2 separate regions of the Sus scrofa genome follow, and region 1 is linked to region 2. The links are chromatin contacts, called in public Hi-C maps. All regions are on one chromosome and are shown on one strand. Each heading gives the region's core, a stretch centred on a gene start, on an enhancer-like site or on the middle of the called end of the contact. The rest is flanking DNA. Distances are from core to core; before and after follow the strand shown.

The links. A called contact is a pair of places that touch in the nucleus more often than the background predicts.
Region 1: a contact with region 2 is called in a Hi-C map of embryonic fibroblasts, with 2.5 times the contacts expected there. The contact joins two enhancer-like sites. A contact is called at or near these places in 2 of 47 Hi-C or Micro-C datasets (embryonic fibroblasts and epiblast stem cells).

The regions. Positions count from the first base shown.
Region 1 is chr6:26,520,785-26,524,251 of Sscrofa11.1, forward strand. The region is part of intron 7 of LOC102162742 (a long non-coding RNA gene); the gene reads right to left. Among named protein-coding and RNA genes, the nearest start is that of CDH5, 590 kb to the right of the region's middle. Within about 2 kb of position 1,852, at least 5 of the 83 cell types and tissues checked have an H3K27ac peak or open chromatin away from gene starts, as enhancers often do. A contact at or near this core is called in embryonic fibroblasts, where this site is marked.
Region 2 is chr6:26,174,302-26,177,384 of Sscrofa11.1, forward strand. LOC106507571 reads left to right here. Exons shown (of 8, transcript XM_021097535.1): 7 at 2,648-2,902. The coding sequence ends at 2,741. Among named protein-coding and RNA genes, the nearest start is that of CDH11, 300 kb to the left of the region's middle. Within about 2 kb of position 1,345, at least 13 of the 83 cell types and tissues checked have an H3K27ac peak or open chromatin away from gene starts, as enhancers often do. A contact at or near this core is called in embryonic fibroblasts, where this site is marked.

The sequences.
Region 1 (3,467 bases), core at 602-3,101, 350 kb after region 2:
GTGGGCAATGGGGATTAATGGGGGTGGGGGTTATACACAGGCAGCCTTGGATTGGAATCCTGGATCTGTCATATCCTAAGAGATCACCTAAGACTAAACATCGCAAGGGTATTTTCTCACTTAGGATATTGGGTGGCGGGGGAGACAATAGTCTTTTCCTTGAAGGGATTTGAGATGACACCATTAGAGGATGTTAAAGCATCTAGCCTGATACACAGATGCTGCAAACACAACCCTCTCTCTTCCTCCATTGAGTCCCCTCTCTCTCCCCCAAGCCCGAGTCACTGTATCAGATTGTGAGCCACGTATCCCTGCTTCCAATTCTAACTCCATCCCCGCAGCAGCTCCTGCAGACTGTGGACGTCTGCATCAGTCAGAAATACTAATTATGTCATCCCATCACAGCGCACAGAAAACCCAAATCAGTAACTGTGGAAGGGGGCAGGGTAGAGGCAGGGAGACCAAAATAAGGCATTTCTCTGAATAAGCCCCCTCACTAGCACTGTGATCCCATAGACCAGGAGGACATGCTTTTGTGACACTTGTGGGATGTTTTTATCTCTAGGTCATGGCTACTGTGGAGACATTAGGGCTGAGAGAAAGGGAAGCACCCAGCACAACCCAGGATCTGATCTGGGCCACTGAATCCAGAAGAGGTTACTTATAAAGTCACAGGAGGGGCGAAGCAGGGTTAGAAGGTGTGGCAGATGTGTTACAGTTGATGTGTCTGGTGGGCAGGCAGGAGGTGAGAGCAGCGAGGAGTTGAATACAGGACTGCACTTTAGAGGCAATGCCTGGACAGATAAAGATGATTGAGGCGCTGAGATGTAGCTGGTCTCTGCTACCAAGAGGGTAAATGTGACAACTGGGAGAAAGGAGGGTGCTGGGGGGAGAAGACTAGACACTGCTCCTTAAAAGCAGATGAGAATGGGAGTTCCCACTGTGGTGCAGTGGAAAGGAATCCGACTAGTATCCATGAGGATGCTGATTTGATCCCTGGCCTCGCTCAGTGGGTCAGGGATCCAGCATTGCCATGAGCTGTGGTGTAGGTCACAGACACAGCTCAGATCCCCAGTTGCTGTGGCTGTGGTGTAGGTTGGCAGCTATAGCTCCAATTTGACCCCTAGCCTGGGAACTTCTGTATGCTGCGGGTGTGGCCCAAAAAGGACCAAAAAACCAAAAAAAAACTGCATGAGGAGGTGAAACCGAGGTCAATGAAGTGAATACAGAAGAGAGGCAATCAGAGCAACGGGCCGAAAAACTAGAACTTAACTCTAAATGAGTGTTGGCATCAGGACCAAGGATTGAGAAAAGTTGCTGAGCCCTCTACCCTCACCCCTGCCAATCAGGATGGGCACACCAGGAGCTCCTGAGGCTACACCTTCTCCGAGGAATGCAGAGAGGGGGCTCTGAAAATTATAAATCCAGCCCTCAGCTTTGCCTGAAAAAAAAGTGCCCCATGAGGGGAGCCCTGGTCCCAGAAAGGCAGGGTGTCCGTGCATCAGTGCCAGACAGAGTGCCTCTGAGGGGAGGCTCTGAAGATGAAGAGCGTTCATTCAGTTTCCCGGGACTTTCTGGATGATTCATCCTTGCCCTCGTCTGTGAGGTGGAAATGCTTTAGAGAGAAATCTTCCCCGGTTATAAATTCTCTCAGTTCCTTCTTAACCAGTCAGGCAAGATTGATGGGCTGAGCTGGTTGACACAGAAGCAATTGGGAATATCATTATTTGCCTTGTATTTATCTGCATTTTTGTTAATGACTTTGTTCTTGGTCAGAGCAGCTACTAAACTAGGGGAAATGTTTATTGCACTCAAAGTTTTCCAGTGATGAATTATGTGGGAGTCACAGAATAGCCAAAGCACATAATGTGTAGAAAACATTTCCCTTTTTTTTTTTCTTGTCTGCTTCAGATCCCAATAGCACAGGCCTCCTGCATACTTGGGACTAAACCAACTCAATTTTTCATATTCTGCTTTGTCATCTGATTGATTTAATGCTTCTTGTGGTCAGATTTTGCAGAGAAAAAGAACACGCATACAATTTTTCTCCCTGGCACGCTCTTTCTTGCTTTTTTTTTTTTTTTTTTTTTTTTTTTTTTTTGACGGGCAATTTCATAAAATCACAGGGCTGGGAAGGACCTTTGCGTGCATTCTTTCCCAACTCCTCACTGTACAGAAGCACTTGGGAGAAAAAAGATGGGAAGAAATAACTTTTTGGAGATCTTTCACAGGTCAGGCTGTGGGCTCCGATGCTTCATTTGCATTATACTCTTTAATCTTTGTGAACCTCTGTTGTCCTCGTGTTGAAGATACATACATTGAGGCTTGGAGAACTAGGCCACAGGCTTGGCCTGTGGCCCACGTGAGCCCACCTTCTGCTTATGTAAACAACGTTCTCTTGGAAAGCAACCATGTGTATCCATTCCTTTATGTATCAACTATGACTGCTTTCGAGCTCCAATGGCAGAGCTGAGGGGTTGCCACCAAGACCATCCACCAAGACCATCTGGCTCACAAAGTCTCAAATATTTACCCTCTGGCCCTTACAGAAAAGGCGTACTCACTACTGGTTTTGATGGTTGCGCTGGACACAGTGGTCTCCGACAACAATGCACATAGTAAAGACCCTGTTCTCACTCCAAATCCTGTCTTTCGTGTGACTGCTGTGCCTGTTCTCACTCTGTACCACATGGAGGACAAACCAGTTCAGGCGGCCCCTCTGAGTGATCTAATCCAAAAGAGTATCCGCCACCTACTTACAAACCACAGCAAAGTACAGGCAGCAGCAAGGATACACATGTGGAAGGCATTTGAGAAATAGCAGTTCAGGTTCTTGCTCACCCTTCACCCCACAGTGGGTTTCCCTTTCAGTTTTGCAGAAAGGAAACCAGAATGGATGTCAGTTTCATATCATTTCTTTAGGATTTTACTATTCGTAATAACTCCCTTTAGTAGAGAAGACATCCTGGCAGAGGTGGAATGTGACGTGTCTTTCATTTCACTAGTTATATAATGGAAAGGAAGGTGATTTGGTGAGATGAGGAGACTTAACCAAGATGGCACGGTTAGCCAGTGGGACAGACAGGATTTCAGCGCAGGTCCACACGTAAAACCCATGGGGCACTTGAACAAGACCAACAGATAGAGAGGTAACTTCCAGAATTAGTCCCAAAAGTCATGTCAGTGTTTTCTCAGGGTCAGCTTTTCTTAGAGGTAAAGTAGACTTGCGTGAACCCATGCCAACCAAAGGCAGATATCCACAGTTCTAATGGGAGTCAGAAATAAGAAGATAGAAGGTAAGAGGAGAAAGGGGTTGAGGGGAACTGAACTGGGGAGAAAAAAGCCTTTGAGTGCAGGCTCCCTGGACAGGAAAACTGTGGGAACCAGTCGGAACCAGGCGGAGACCCCAGAAAGACCAAATGAGGTCCAGCCATGGAGGTCGAGTCTACGAGGCCTCAGAAAAGTGA
Region 2 (3,083 bases), core at 95-2,594:
CTTCATGTTCTGGTTGCAGGTGCCAGAGATCTAGCCTTGAGTTCCTTGGACGAACAGGGAAATAATTGCGGCGTTATAAAATCCTGCAGTAGTGAGGAATGTGGAAGTGGCCTTGAGGCTGGCCAGAATTAGCTCCTGAGCACTGACAGGACCCTCTCTGTAGGTGTTTCATCTCTGTTTTTCTTTTTCTTTTTTTTTTTTTTTTTTTGTCTTTTTGTTGTTGTTGTTGTTGTTGCTATTTCTTGGGCCGCTCCCCCAGCATGTGGAGGTTCCCAGGCTAGGGGTCGAATCGGAGCTGTAGCCACCGGCCTACGCCAGAGCCACAGCAACGCGGGATCCAAGCCGCGTCTGCAACCTACACCACAGCTCACGGCAACGCCGGATTGTCAACCCACTGAGCAAGGGCAGGGACCGAACCCGCAACTTCATGGTTCCTAGTCGGATTCGTTAACCACTGCGCCACCACGGGAACTCCTCATCTCTGTTTTTCTATGCCCTGTGTAACTGGGGTGAAGTAGCTTGGCTTACATGACATACCTGGGCAAAGCTCTCTTGCTAGGGGGATTTTCTCTTTTGTTTCTTTTTTCTTTTTTTTTTTTTTTTTCTTTTTTGATAAAGCATGGAAGTTCCCCAGACAGGGGCTAAATCAGAGATATAGTTGCCAGCCTATGCCACAGCCACAGCAACACCAAATCCTTAGCGCACTGAGTGAGGCCAGGCATGGAACTCTCATCCTCAGATAACATGGGGTCCTTAACCCTCTGAGCAACAAGGGGAACTCTGCTAGGGGGATTTGTATGTTAATCAAACCAGTCTCATTCTGAAGCCTCTATTCTTGGGTGGGTCTGTTTTCGTGTAAGGAAAAGGGATGGTACTCAGACAAAAGCGGCAGTCACTGTATGAGCGTTGCACACTGAACATTGGCCAGATTTTTACTTAAGCTTCGCAGTGGCCAAAACAAAGCAGGAGACCTTGTCGCTTATGTGATTCTCAGTTGCTATAACACAACAGGAAGAGGGGTTGGGGAGACAGTAGAAAAGAAGAAACCATTTTTTGAGGGAAACTCAGTTTTTCCTTGAATTGGTAGCAGAGGTTTCTCCCACCTGGAGGTGTCTGAATTAGGCAGCCGTGGACTACCTGAACCTAAAATGTAGAATTTTAAGGAGCTCTGGTCCCAAGCTCTGAAGTTAGAATCGCATTCCCTGGGCTGAGCACAGACGCACAGTTGTCTGTTTCTCTTTTTCTCTCAGTGCTCAACTCTATCCCCCTGGGGCTCTGGGCAGCCTGCCTTTGCCAAGATTCAGACTATCTTTGTTGCCAACAGCAACAAAAATAAACAAATGGAATGTCCGGATCTCTTACCCATGGCCGGGGACGGAGGCTCACGCCGTCTAAGAGGAGTACTCAGACATACCACAGAGGTTCTAAGAATCCAGAGACCTGAGTAACCAAAAGGAAGCCCTGGTCCCCCGCTCTGACTGCTGTGTGTAGACCTACTATGCAGCTACTGTCATCCAAGTGCAGAGATATCGTTCCAGTTCATGGTCATGGAGATGTGGACTGGCTTGCATCCCTCTGCCGAGAAAACGTTAAATGGCCTTGGGGGAAGCTCCTGTTTGTTGTACGTGGAGGGCAATCTGCCTTTGTCTTCCTTGGTGGCTTGTCTTTCCTGATAATTCCATTCTAGACCACAGCCTCGCAGGAAATGGATCTCACTTTCTGAGTCAGAGCTGCTGTTCCAGGACCTGTGGGATGCAGCCAGGATGGCATCTACCTCACTCCTTCACCTACTGGTTCTCTCTTCTGCCAGTGTTAACAGAAATTGCAGAGTTTCCCTACTCGAGGCTGTCACTTGCTTCTTTCTTTACTGCTGGTCGCCTGTGGGATTGTTGTGCAGAGCAGGGTTCCTGCTTCTTTGAATATGGATCCTTCTCTGAACCAGCAAGTGATCTACCTCATCACCCTCCCTGGGCCAAGCAGTATATGGCAGCTTGTTTGTTTGTTTGTTTTTAGGGCCGCACTCCTGGCATATGGAGGTTCCCAGGCTAGGGGTCTAATCGGAGCTGTAGCTGCCACAGCACACAGCAATGCCACATCTGAGCCACGTCTGCAACCTACACCACAGCTCATGGTCACACTGGATCCTCAACCCACTGAGGAGGCCAGGGATCAAACCCGCAACCTCATGGTTCCTGGTCAGATTCGTTTCTTCTGTGCCACGACAAAAACTCTGTATGGCATCTTTCTAATTGTCTGTTATAGGCTGGAGCCCATATGAGGGTTTATTAGAAACCTGTAACAAGTTAGAGCCCTTTGAGTGCTAAAATGTATGTGAGTGTGGGGGAGCTTTTTGAAAGCCATTCCTACCTAAATCAAGCCCTTCTCATTTGTATCTAATTTCAGGACTGAATGTTGGTTAAGTTACTAGAAGTCTGGCATCTGAGTTAGTGGGTATTGCTATGCTTAAAGAGCTCTCAAATATCCCAGGCATCACACACACTGCATCTCTTACAATGACTAGTGGATGGGTTTGGGGAACAGCTCGGGGACCAGGTAAGTTGTTCTTTTGTCCACGTGACGAACATCATCACTTGCCTCACATGATGTATTATTTGCAGGAGAGACACATCTGGAACTTCTCTTTCAGAAGCACGAGCATGTTCTGGATGGTTTTGGAGAGAAGAGCAACCTTCCCTACACATGATTGCTTAGATGAGCCTCCAAACGCTGGCATGTTCTGAAGAAGGAAGCGGAGAGGCGCGGGCGTTGCAGAGGGAGCCTCGAGCTGAGCTGGGCTGGGAGTCATTAAAGGAGGCGGCTGTCCCCGGGGCCCCAGACGGCATCTCATCAAGATGCCCTGGAACTCGCCCAGCTTTGCTTCAGATGTTCCAAGCTCATTTTGGTATGTGCATTTACATCTTCTCTGCCTTCCTCGGGGGGAACGTTCTTTAAAGGAAGGGGATGGTGAATTAGAAGTTTCAGAGCTCAGCTTGCTAACACACCTCTAGAGGAAATCATGGGGCAGAATGACAGGATCCTTCCCTGGGGTTCAAGTGCAAGAGAACAACTTCCTGTCCTCCCCA